Linked DNA regions of Mus musculus: region 1 is linked to region 2. Evidence: chromatin contacts called from public Hi-C data. All regions are on one chromosome and are shown on one strand. Each heading gives the region's core, a stretch centred on a gene start, on an enhancer-like site or on the middle of the called end of the contact. The rest is flanking DNA. Distances are from core to core; before and after follow the strand shown. Region 1 overlaps Ano10 (anoctamin 10). Region 2 holds the start of Snrk (SNF related kinase).

Evidence for each region. Hi-C and Micro-C count contacts between places; a contact is called where the count stands out from the background.
Region 1: a contact with region 2 is called in a Hi-C map of the N1E-115 cell line, with 4 times the contacts expected there. The contact joins the enhancer-like site here to the promoter of Snrk in region 2. A contact is called at or near these places in 8 of 484 Hi-C or Micro-C datasets (CD4 T cells, CD8 T cells, the N1E-115 cell line and 5 more), 4 of 115 datasets of contacts at active chromatin or transcription factors (bone marrow-derived macrophages, effector CD8 T cells, embryonic forebrain and 1 more) and 2 of 9 other capture datasets (adipose tissue and liver).

What each region holds. Positions count from the first base shown.
Region 1 is chr9:122,217,722-122,223,582 of GRCm38.p6, forward strand. All of the region lies in intron 11 of Ano10 (anoctamin 10), which reads right to left. Among named protein-coding and RNA genes, the nearest start is that of Mir8106, 53 kb to the right of the region's middle. Within about 2 kb of position 2,415, at least 3 of the 459 cell types and tissues checked have an H3K27ac peak or open chromatin away from gene starts, as enhancers often do. A contact at or near this core is called in the N1E-115 cell line and adipose tissue, where this site is marked.
Region 2 is chr9:122,115,786-122,121,848 of GRCm38.p6, forward strand. It overlaps Snrk (SNF related kinase), which reads left to right and starts at 1,481. Exons shown (of 8, transcript NM_001357775.1): 1 at 1,481-1,622.

The DNA.
Region 1 (5,861 bases), core at 1,165-3,664, 100 kb after region 2:
TAGGGGTGCAGGACAGGGGAAGGGTATAGAGAACTTTCGGGATAGCATTTGAAATGTAAATAAAGATAATATCTAATAAAGAAAAAGAAATGCAAATGCATCTTGCTAAGTGAATTAAAGCCAAACTCTCCATCAGGGTTTTGAAAATACAGAGACTGGTCTGCTGTACCGTGCTGTGTTATCTTTCTCCACCTTAGAGAGACATCTGCCAGCTAATGTTACCCACATATGCACATACAACCTGAGGAGTCTAAGTAGGTAGAAGAACCTGCCTGATGCACAGATTATTACTAAGATAGCTGTGGCCAACAGGGCCCACTGGTCTATAAACAAGTGGACCTCAGCTACAGCCCAAATCAAAGGGAAGCAACAGTCCCAAGTTGAATACCAACCCCACCTCCTCCTACCCAGCAGACTCCAGCTTAGAGGACTCAGAAACCTCCTGTCTAGTTCCTGTGCACTTCATCAAATTGAATTCAAAAGCAAAGGTGCCCAAGAGAAAACCCCACAGAACAACTGCCAGTAGCATAAGGGCCCTGCCACAGCATTCTCCTGCCAGCCTCTGGGTGCTGCTGTGTCCTGGGGACAGCCTTGCTTCTCCTATACCCACGCTGATAGTCTGTGGTCCACTCACATTTGCTCCATTTAATTACTGGGGCATGGAACTGACTTTCTCAGGACAGGAACATGGTTTGGTTCTCAGTGTCCTCGGGAAGTTGGCCCGTCTTTCCCTCCTTTGCATCATATCAGGTAAAGTCCTCAGTCCTCACAGTATAACAGCATCACCTCTGCACACGGGAAGTCACAATAGCATCGTGCAGCACGAAGTCACAGTTACACATGCTCAGTAATGCATTTTAACACAGCATGCACACTCTGCATATTGAGTGGATAGACAATGTTGAGTTGAATGCGATCTGACATTTGGCAAAGACTGGGAACATTTAATAGATCATTAGGCATCCGAATTCATTCATTCTCTCTCTGTCTGTCTGTCTGCACACACACGTGCATGCTAAAAATATACATAAAAATAAACAAAATCTAAAACGAAAGTTCAAAACAAAAAACCAAGATGGTCTACATTTCTTCTCTGAGCTAAAAGAAAGAATGAAGCCAGAGACCAGACCAGCTTCACACAGCTCCCCAGTGTGTGGACACAGCATCCTTGTTACCTAAGGTCCATCTAAAGATCTACACTATGTTATCTTACTCATATTCAATTTTTCTTGTTATTTTCTTAATGTGGGGAGAGTAAAAATTAAAAATAAGTATTTCCCTATGACATCACTTAAGACATCCACTTAAAATTCCATAATCTGCAGAGATGATCAAACTCACAAGACTCAGTGACGGGAAGAGGCAGAGCCGCCACAGCTTCTGTCGAGTGAGAGAGACTCATCTGCCACAGCTCACTGTCCAGTGAGAGGGGCACATCTGCCTTGCAGGGTTGTTTTTCAGGAGGGAAACAAAGTCATGCTGCCCACGTTTCTAAGAATTGATGAGTACTATATATACTAAGGAGGAGAGGTTTATTGTCAAATGCTTAAAGGAAGGCATGGAATTTGGGACATTGGAATATACAGGTAAACTGTTTTTAACGCCCACTGAGACAACAGTTTTCAGTGCTAATCCCTGGACAGGTGTGAGGCCCTAAGGCCACCTCTGAATTCTTTGTGCTAGCTTCTCTCTGCTCCCCAGACTGGGTAGCCCAGCAGGCCACTGCCGAGAGTTACATCTCTCCCAGCCAGGACTGTAGCCCACTAAGATGGACACCTTTGAGGTAATTCCAAATCTTCAAAGAAGGATTGGGATGGTAAACCCAGGCTGGAGGCCTGGGTGCTGACCACCCGGCAGGGAGGACGCAGGACACAGTTCCCACAGGAGCCATGAGCATACCCAGTGCCATCTGCTGAGGGAGAAAAGGGGAACCAGTTTCTGAAAACATGTGGGTAATGGGGAGGCAATCCAATCAACAGGACGCCAGGGTTGAAGACAGAGACTGCTTATTAAATTTGTCTCCTGAGAGATTCCATCTTTGGTCATGTTTAAGAGCAATTTAATTACATCTTCTCTTATAAACTAATAACTACATGCACCCTGCTTCCTGTGCACTAGGACCTGACAGCAGTCAGCATGGGACATGCAGAGCAAGACTCCAGCAAGATGAGCTGTATTCAAAGGAGTCTCTTTCTCTGGCTTCTCTGTGGCCCATGTGATTGCCTAGGTGACTCTACCCAAAGTAAATGAGTCCAGTGCAACCAGCTTTGGCCTTCTACTCTCACAGTGAGTTGGTGACCGCAGTTTTGCAGTGCCATGGCCTTGTTACTGTTGTTTGTGCAGGGAAGGGAGGTGCCATGCTGCTAGAAACACATCCCCTGTGACTGTCCATGCTGGTGTGGCCTAGGGTACTGCCCAACACTTGGCCTGCTTCCTAACTGTGCCACAGGCAAGGCAGACTAAAAACAGGCTGGGGAGACGGCTCAATGGGTAAAAGAATGCAAGCACAGTGACCTGAGTTCAACCCCCCAACAGCTATGTAAAACCCAGGCCATATGCATGTGTGCTGTGACAGGCAGAGACAGATTGTTCTGGGGCTCAATGGCTTCTAGCTGAGCTTCAGGTTCAGTGAGAAATACATGGATAAACTATACCACATACATATAATACAATAAAATAATTTTTAAAAGTTAAAAAAAGACCAAAAGCAACTACACCAATATTTCTGCTGCTCACAACACGTTGGAGCCAGAGCTCCCCTCAAAATTGTCAGCGAGCAGATTGGCAATTGTGTTTTATGTGTTTACACCCACTACACCACTAAGGTATGTACTTCAGGCTGACCACCAAGGAAGACACGAGGAGCCAGAGTTCTCATCCTATGATGTGGAGACCAGAGTCTGGCAGAGAGGTCTGCAGCAGCTTTCTAGACGCAGCACAGTTAGCCTGGATGGAATACACACAGGCCAGAGGAAAGTGATTTCCCTTTCTCTTGAGGTAGAGGAATAGTCTACTACAAAACAGTATCTTCTCTTGATGACAAAGCAAAAGGCTGGCTCACTGGGGTACAGTGTGACAGCCTTCTCATTGAGATTGCTAACCCTAACTTGGAGTCTGTATTTTCTCTCTGTTAGCAGTCTGGACTTGAAGAGCAAAATGGAGAAGAGAGAGAGAGAGAAGAAAAATCTCACAATAAAGTGACAATTGCCTCCCTTGTGAAGGACTGGCCCTTGGCTGACTGGGTCTTCTGTTGTTATCATCTGAGAGGAAGCACACCTTCACAGTGGCCCAGCTCTTTCTGACTGCCACTCTTCTTTCAGGTGGTTGGCTGGCTGTAGGCAGATTTGCCAACACTACCCAAAGTTCTTCCTCTCCTGTTTTTAAAAGTATTTTCCAACCACAAGGATACAGCAGCAAATGAGAAAAATACAAACCATTCAAAAGGAAAATGGAAAAATGGCCACTCAGCCTGACAGGTAAGAGTTCATTCTCTCTGCAGGTCAGGAAAAAACCTCAATGGGCGTCTTGCCATGCTGGTTGCTGCTGTGGTTCACAGACCAATAGCTGTGTCCCTGCCTTGGCATATTTTCTGGTACTACTGAAGCCAGGGCACAGGATGACCACTTTCAGGTCAGATCCACCTCAAACATCTGGGACATGTGTCCTAAGTGTGTGATGTCTTCAGCAACAGGGACTTGCTTGCCTAAAGGTGTGGTAACACTCACATGTTGGTAGTAACCAACAGCTATCTAATTGGATTTACAGCCCACTCAATAGAACAGAAATCACCTGGTACTAGGAACCTAGCATCCTCCCAGAGCTAGTGAGGTCAAGGCTCTTAGAAGAGAACCTACTACCATCACTTTGCTAGACCAACACATTTTTTATTCCAAGACAGGGTTTCTCTGTGTAGCTCTGGCTGTCCTGGAACTCACTCTGTAGACCAGGCTGGCCTTGAACTCTGAGATCTGCCTCCTCAGTGCTGAGATTGAAGGTGTTTACCTCCACTGCCCAGCTGCTAAGCCAACATAATTTCTAATTATACTCTACATCTTGTTCTTATAGCCACAGATAAGGATAGTTACCACCTCCAATAAAAAAACAGCAAATGGAGACAATCTCAGACACCATACAGAGATCAACAGATCAACATGGGAGCTCAGCCATAATGGCTACATCTAAATCATAGCTCCTGAATCTATGGCTCAGGGAACTTCCCAGAAGAGGGGGAAGAAAGACTGAAAAAAGAACAGCAGGTACACCGCTGTGAAACAATGTCTCCTAAAAATGGCTTCATAAACAAAACCAGAACAATGGCAATGCTGACAGACATGTTAGTGTGGGCGCCACCTCTAGACAATGGATGACTCCTGGGAGAAGGAGCATTAGCCTTTCCCAGGGATGGGTCTCCTTATTGGTTATCCAATACAAAGCGGTTGGCCATGAAACCAGTTATATTCAAACAAAAGTGGGCCTATCAAGTTATATTTATATATTTGTGCACACATCTGTGTGTGTATATATTTTATTTATAAGCTATTATATATATGCTATTATATATGCTCTGTCTCTCTACCTATCTATATATTCCTATTTTTGTGTGTGTGTGCATACATTTTATTTATTTATATGCTATTATACATATATATGCTATTATATATATGCTCTGTCTCTATCTATCTATAGCTGTGTTAGTTTATAAGGTATAGGGAAATAGGGCTCTGGCTAGGGGGCCTTGTGTAAAATTATCTTGCTATAGCCATTACACTAAAGCATGTGCTTATTCTTTGGGCCTGCAATTTTGCTTTTGGGAACGTACACCAAAAGTTAAATCCACCAACAGTTAAGTGATGGTAGTGGGTTCCCTTCTAAGAGAACTCAGTAGCTCCAGAAGGATGCTAGGTTTCCAGCACCAGGTGATTTCCCCATTGAGTGGGCTCTAGGTCCAATTAAATCGTTGAAAGTGGTCATCCTGTGCCCTGGCTTCTATGGTACCAGAGAATATTATGAAATATTAGCAAAAGTTAACATTGGTGATAATTCAAAATACCTGAAAATAATCTGAATGCCCGCATCAAGGAAAGGTAGGCCCTGTGGAATATCCTGTATTTATGAGGAGAGGTGTCTATGCCCTGTGCAATCTTCACATGCAAGGCCCAGCTGTACCACAACATGGCTCCCCATCAGTCTGTCCCTGAGAGGTGCCAAACGTCAGAAGCAAAGAACAGAAAGCAAAGCACAGCTTGCGAGCAATCCTGCCCTTCCTTCCTCACACTTCCTCACAGTGTCGGTGACCGCCCCATTCCCTTAAGCCCCTCAGCCAGCTTCCCTTCTCTCTGGCATCAGTGGCAGCATCTGGCAAAACCAGACCCAGTCCTAGGCTCTGCCCTCCCCTCCCCCTGCATTCAAAGACTCAAGACTCAGGGCTCCTCTCTTGTCTCCCTGGGCTCTGCAGGCCCGCGTCCTTCTTTATTGTGGCGTCATCAAAGTCAAAGAACAACCGCACTTCTGTTCTCAATGGGAGCTGAGACTGCATCCTGAGGCGGCTTCTATATGGTGGGAGAAAAGACTGTGCCATGTGGCCTGCTTCTCTTTGGCAGACGGGCTGCAGGGATGCATATAAGCTGTTCCTTTCATTGTTTAGAATTGTATTACACCTCAAAGTGTTCCCATGAGTGAGCTAAGTGGAGTTAATAAGCCTACTGTGGGTAAATGTGTGAGGACAATTTCTGTTGCCTCCCTCACACTGGAAAAGGGAAACAGGAGCCTGCCTATGAGTGTGTGTGCACATGCACGTGAACACGGCTTTCATTGCAGTGAGCAGGAAAAGTTTGCACTGTGAAAAGAAAAGGAGTTTACAG
Region 2 (6,063 bases), core at 231-2,730:
ATGGCTCAGCAGGTGGGGGTGCCTGCTGCCTCGATTGCTAATTCGAGTTCCATCCCTAGGACCCATGTGGTGTCAGACAAAGAGACAGAGCTTTCTCTTCTACAGGTTGACTTCTACATGGATGTTGAACATACACACACACACACACACACACACACACACACACATGTAAAAAAATAAGAAAGAGAGACATGAAGAAAGAAAAAGAAAACATTTCCACGTCAAATGACACTGTCCTTTCATGATCCTAAGTCAGGTGGGGCCTGCGTGAGCAGAGGCCAATGCTGGGGTTTTCCTATGTGCACTTTGCCACCCAGGGCTAAAGCATTAGGATAATTGAAGGTCTAAGCACACATTTCAGCAGAAGATCGAGACCACCTTCCCAGTCATTCTGCTTCCCAGCCATCTTCAGGCATGCGAAGTGGATGTTGTAGTATAAATAAATAAATAAATAAATAAACAAATAAATAAATGAAGGGAGGAAGGAAGAAGACTTGCCATTTTCTGACCAACAGAGATGGCAAAAGCCATTTAGATTTTTTTGTCCAGTCAGTTGAGTCAGGCTTGGACATGTAAGAAGCTCATTCTGCTTGTGTGTGTGTGTTTTTTCTTCTTCTGTGGATGCAGGAACACAGAAGGAAAAGTAGGGGAGAGAAACCTGGCACCTGGCTTCTTTTCAGGAGCCCCAGAGGACTAGTCTCCATGGCTCATTATCCTTCCAGGAGATAGAGCTGGGAGTTCCCTCCCTCTTGTCCTGCCACCACTAACATCCCTTTCTGAGTCATCTTGGAACAGAACCATGAACAGCCAAGTTAGTGCCTGCTGTGTACTTCTCCACGTTGTTTCTCAGAGGCTGCCTGGCCTGGCCAGTGACTTTTGACTCTAGAGGCAAGCCTGCATTCAGGTGTTGGGCTTTGCTTCTTTCTGCTTTAGTGGTAACAAAAGCAACAGAATTCTTCAAATGTATTCCCAGAGAGAAGAAAAAGTAAAGAAATGTGTATGTATATATATATATATGTGCATATGTGTATGCATGCTTGTGTATATATGATACACACACACACACACACACACACACACACACATATATATATATATATATATATATATATATATATATGCACGTGCATATGTATATTAATTTTGTTGTCTCTCATTGCTTCAAGCTAGATGGGAGATAGGGTGAACATTGATGGATAAAGCGCATGTGCTCCTTGCCCTCAGCCCCAAGATCTCTTCCAATATCCCCTGAAAGCTATAGCTCTAGCTGCTATGCCTGCTGCCGCTGTCCATCGTCCTGGCGCTTCCTTCTGCATAATCTCTATTCTTTCCAGAGTAGGATGTGCTCAGGCCAGGGCCAGGACGCCCTCCAGTAGACCCTGAGCTGGCCTGCAGGTGCGCCGGGTTAACCCCGCCCCGCCCGACCCAAGGCCCCGCCCTCACACAAGACCCCACCCCATCGCTTTCGTCACGATGACGCAAGGCCCGCGCCTGCGCAGCGCGGCCGCACCCCCGGCCGCCCGCTCGGTATTATGATTAGCCCTGGGTGCGGGGTTCCGGCGGCCGGGAGGGAGTTGTCGACGCCGCGGCCGCTGCGGACGGATGCCCGCCTGCCGGCTGAGGTAGGGCGAGCGCGGCGCGGGAGCGTGGGCCGGGTCTGCGCTTCTCCTCAGCGGCCGCCTTAGCGGGGCTGGGCTGGCGCCGCCGCAGGCGGAAAGTAAGTTGCGCGCTCGGCCCGGGGTGCCCTGCGCAGAGGACGCGGCCCGCGGCACCACCCCGGCCCCGAGCTCGCCCGGCCTGCGGGCTTCGCGCAGCCCGGCCCGGCCCTGCCCTTGCGGCCGCCGCGGGATTGCGGCAGCGCGGGAGTCGACGCGGCCCCGCGCCGCGCCCGCAGCGGGCCCCGGGCGACGCGAGATCCACGGGCCTCAGTTTCCCCGTGGGCCGCGAGTCCCGCTGCAGAGCCGGGCGGCCGCCGCCTCACGATAGCTCGGGGACGCGGTTGTCTACGGAGAAGGGCGCTCGGCTGCGGAAGGGGCAGCGGTGCGGCTCCCCGGGGACTGCTCGGATTTTTTCGCGTTAGGAGACGCTGTTCTTTTCCGTAGACATCGCCTGTTGATTTCTTTCCGAACCATTTGCAATAAAAACAAACACCTTGTTGCCTTTTGCTTGGACTCGGGAGCCAGGAGAGTGGCAGCCCTTTAAGCTTAGGCTTCCTCCAGCTGTGATGTTCTTAAACAGTGGGGTCAGCTACAACCTAGGAGCTTCGCTGTGAGTTCGGGTCGTGTATGCATTGGGGAATTTCTCTCCGGGGTTCCTAAGACTGTAGAAGTCAGAGGCTGTAGGGCCTCTGGGCTGTCAGGTTTCTTACTTTCCCTTCCGTTTAAATGAGCGTATTCTCCAAGTCTTAGGAGCCTTGGTGAAACCACCTGGATGCTTGAAGTGTTTTGTCAGGTTTAAGGTGAAGTAAGCGATGGACCTACAGGTGTACAGCTCTTTCTGCTGAGTTTCCAACAGATTCCTGTCCAGGGTCAAAAGGCTCAGTTTGGATTCTTTGTAGGGATTGGGACACTGTCCCAAATTGATCCCTAACTTATCACAGTTCGTATCGGTGCAGTCTGAAGCCCAGGTTGTCAAGGATTATGTAATCAACTTGTTAATTTCTAATCTTGTTACAGTGTTTTCCAGATTTATAAAACCATTCCCTTCAGAGAAATCTGTCTTCAGCGTCTGGTTAAATATTTCTCTTGGAATTGGGTTCTTGAAGACAATTCTGTATGTGTGTTAATTAAACATACTAATTAGACAAGTTTCTTTCAGAGAACATCAAATACATAGCAATTTTTCTGGCTGTCAGTGTAAAATTGACCCATTTTACAGACCTAGGGATGAAAGAAATTATATGACATTCCCAAGGTCACATAATGAAGCTGGGTTAAAAAAAAATCGAGGGCATAGCACTGACTTAATATTCCTGTCCTCAAAGCTTTCTGATCAGAAACTCTTAAGTGCCACTTTTTGACTTTTAAATTTTTGCACAGCTAGTTATTTTACTTTATGCAGAAATTTTCTTTTATCCTTTTATGCTCTTCTGAGTAAATTTTATAGTATTCTGAGTAAATTTTAATGAATAATTGCAGTATGACACATTTGATTAAACAATGATTCTCAACCTTCCTAGTGCTTGGACCAGTACATTTCCTCATGTTGTGGTGACTCCTAACCATAAAATTATTTTCATTGCTACTTCATAACTATAATTTTGGTGCTGTTATGAATCACAATGTAAATATCTGTGTTTTCTGATGGTCTAAGGTGACCCCCACGAAAGGGTCGTTTGAAAGCAAAGAGGTCGCAGCTCACAGTTGAGAGCTACTGGTTTAAAACATCCAAGAACTGGGAAGTTACACTGATTTTTATTTTTACTTCTATAGAGCAGACAGACATACAGATTAGGTCTTTATGTAGTGATCTTGTAACTTAATCACATAATCCTAAAAGGAAGCCTTTTAACTGTCCTTTAATTAAAATTGAAGGACATTTGTGTTGTTTTTACTGGGCATGTCTACACTAAAGTGAGGTTGCTTATCTCCTGTTGAAAGTGAAACTAACTAGAAAAGGCTATTTGGGGGATATAAGTGAGTGGCTATGATTCTAAGCACTGGTATTAAATAAAACATAATTTATTTCCTATTGCACCTTTCTGAGCATCAGTTCATTATACTGCCTAGGATGAAAAAAGGTATGTGAATTTTCTACACAGCCCGGATTTTCTGACTTAAACACATAGGTGAGAAATACTGAAGGCTTACTTTAACAGCATCCCAGCCACAAGATAGAATGTTTAGCTAAAACACATTTTTGTAGGAAAACTAACTCAGCACCAAGTAATATCAGTACTTGAGCATCAGAGATAGGAAGGATCAAAATTCAAGTCCAGCTTGGGCTACATAGTATGTGTGGCATCTCAGGAATAAAAGCACACACACAAACACACTCTCCTGAAACATGTGATCTCTCTCTCACAGACACACACACACTCACACTCCCAGCCCTGGGGAGGCTGAGATAAGGAGAATCATGAGTTCGAAACTGGCCTGGGTTTCGTAGCAAGTGCAAACATAGTAAGACCTTTCCTCAAAATACAACAAAGTCCTGCTGTTCAGGATGCAGGTACTCCCCATTATGTGCAGACAAAAGTCTTAGGTCTACTAGGGTAGAAAGGCTGAGTAGATGTGGGAGGATAAACTTATAAGGATAAGGATGAATTCCTAGAGTTTTTATCTGTTTGGAAGGTTCCAGGGTAGAAGGGTAGCAGTAGGAGAAAGCAGAAACCAGTTTCTGCCCTTAGGTTCTTGGAAGCAAGCTATTGTGGAACACTAAGGTAAACTAGCAGAAGGATTGCTTTTGACAGGAATAGAGCAGGAGGCAGTGAACGAACAGTAGGGGGTGCTACTCACTGAAGGCCAGTCTCAAAGGCTAGCATTCCAGGCAGGGAGTTGAGGGAGCAGGAGGTCAGACTCACTGTGAGAAAAGGAGTTGAGGTGGACACAGCACAACTGCACAGCACATTCTGTAAAACATTTGTAAAGGGAGGAAGGTGTGACGCCAACTTTGGGATGTGTTGGCTTTTGTTGTTTGGGAAGAGCCACACTGTCAAATCCGTGAGGTCTGGTAGCCTTGGGAGAGAGCACTGCAGGTGTGGTCTGCCTGGGATGGGCTGGAACTGAACTGTTATTTTCACAGAATTATTTCCTCATCTGCTTTTCTGCACATCTGTTTTGGGCTGTGGTCTTTCACCCCTTGGGAAACCATTTCTTGCCTTTGGTAGGAGAGGACCCTGCTGACAGATTCCTTCTCCGTCCTCCCTGAACACTCATCTCTCCATTGTCACTTCAAGAGCCTCCCAGGAATTTCCTTCGGCACCTCCAGAATTTGGCCTGTGCGCAGCAGGCTCTTCCATGTTTATCAGTCCTCTCTCCCTTTCTTAGGCTGAGACCCCCCAGTCTGCTGCTGATAGCAACTCAGTCCAGGGCAACTCAGTGACAGGGCATGGTCCATTCATGGGACATGTCGTCTCCAGGTGCAAAATGAGAGAGTTCACCTATCTATTTCTGTTCACCACTCAATTGCAGATTTGCCTACACCATTTATTGTTGGGTATGAAGTCAGCATCCCAGCACACCATATGACTGATATGGTAACTGGTCAAACACAGCTCCAGTGAGCCTGGTTTTCTCAGTTGTTGATATGTGCTTACTTTCTCAGGCAACTCCTTGAAGGCTGATTGCTTTGGTTCTTGTATCCCCAGGTGGGAGCCATGCCTGATACAGTATGTGCACTCAAGACGTGCCTTCATCAGTTAAAATGACTTATAAGCCCATTAATGGAAAACATGCCTGTTTTAATACAGCTAGGCTGGACTTCCCTTGTTTTTCAGGCATACAGTTTTGGAGCTAGGAGGAAATTCAGTTCTCTGTCAGCATCTGTAGATGTTGTCCTCCTCCTTCTCCAGTCTGAGGTTGGTACCCCCAGCTCCCGCTCTCCTCATTCCACATGTCTCTCTGCTTGCCCCCTGGGTGCTTCACTCATGGAGTCTGCCTCTACAGCGAGGTCTTCTGCTTGATCCTCACCATCACCGTCCAGACTCTGGCAGCCCTCAGTTCTAAGCCATTGGTGATCGTGTACCTGGAGATGTTTCTAGTTGCCTCCTTAGCCGTCTCCCAGATGAGTTTTGTCCGTCCAGTCAGATCTCCATTTTGCAGCTGGACTAATTTCTGAAGCCATCATTTGATTGCTGTTTCTTTACCTGAGACTCCTTTATATAATAAAATGTATCAGTGTGTTTTAGGTAGATACTATACCTAACAGTTACTATATGTACATACACTGTACCTGGGTTACAGAACTGAATAAGGCACACATGATTTGTACAGCTAAACTTACCTAGCCAGTGGGGATGCAGATTAGTGATTACATTGTCATACAAATATGTGACACACAGTGATGATGATAATGGTACAGGATATTGTGCTGCTAGTGTATATGGTGGAGCTGGTGTGTGAC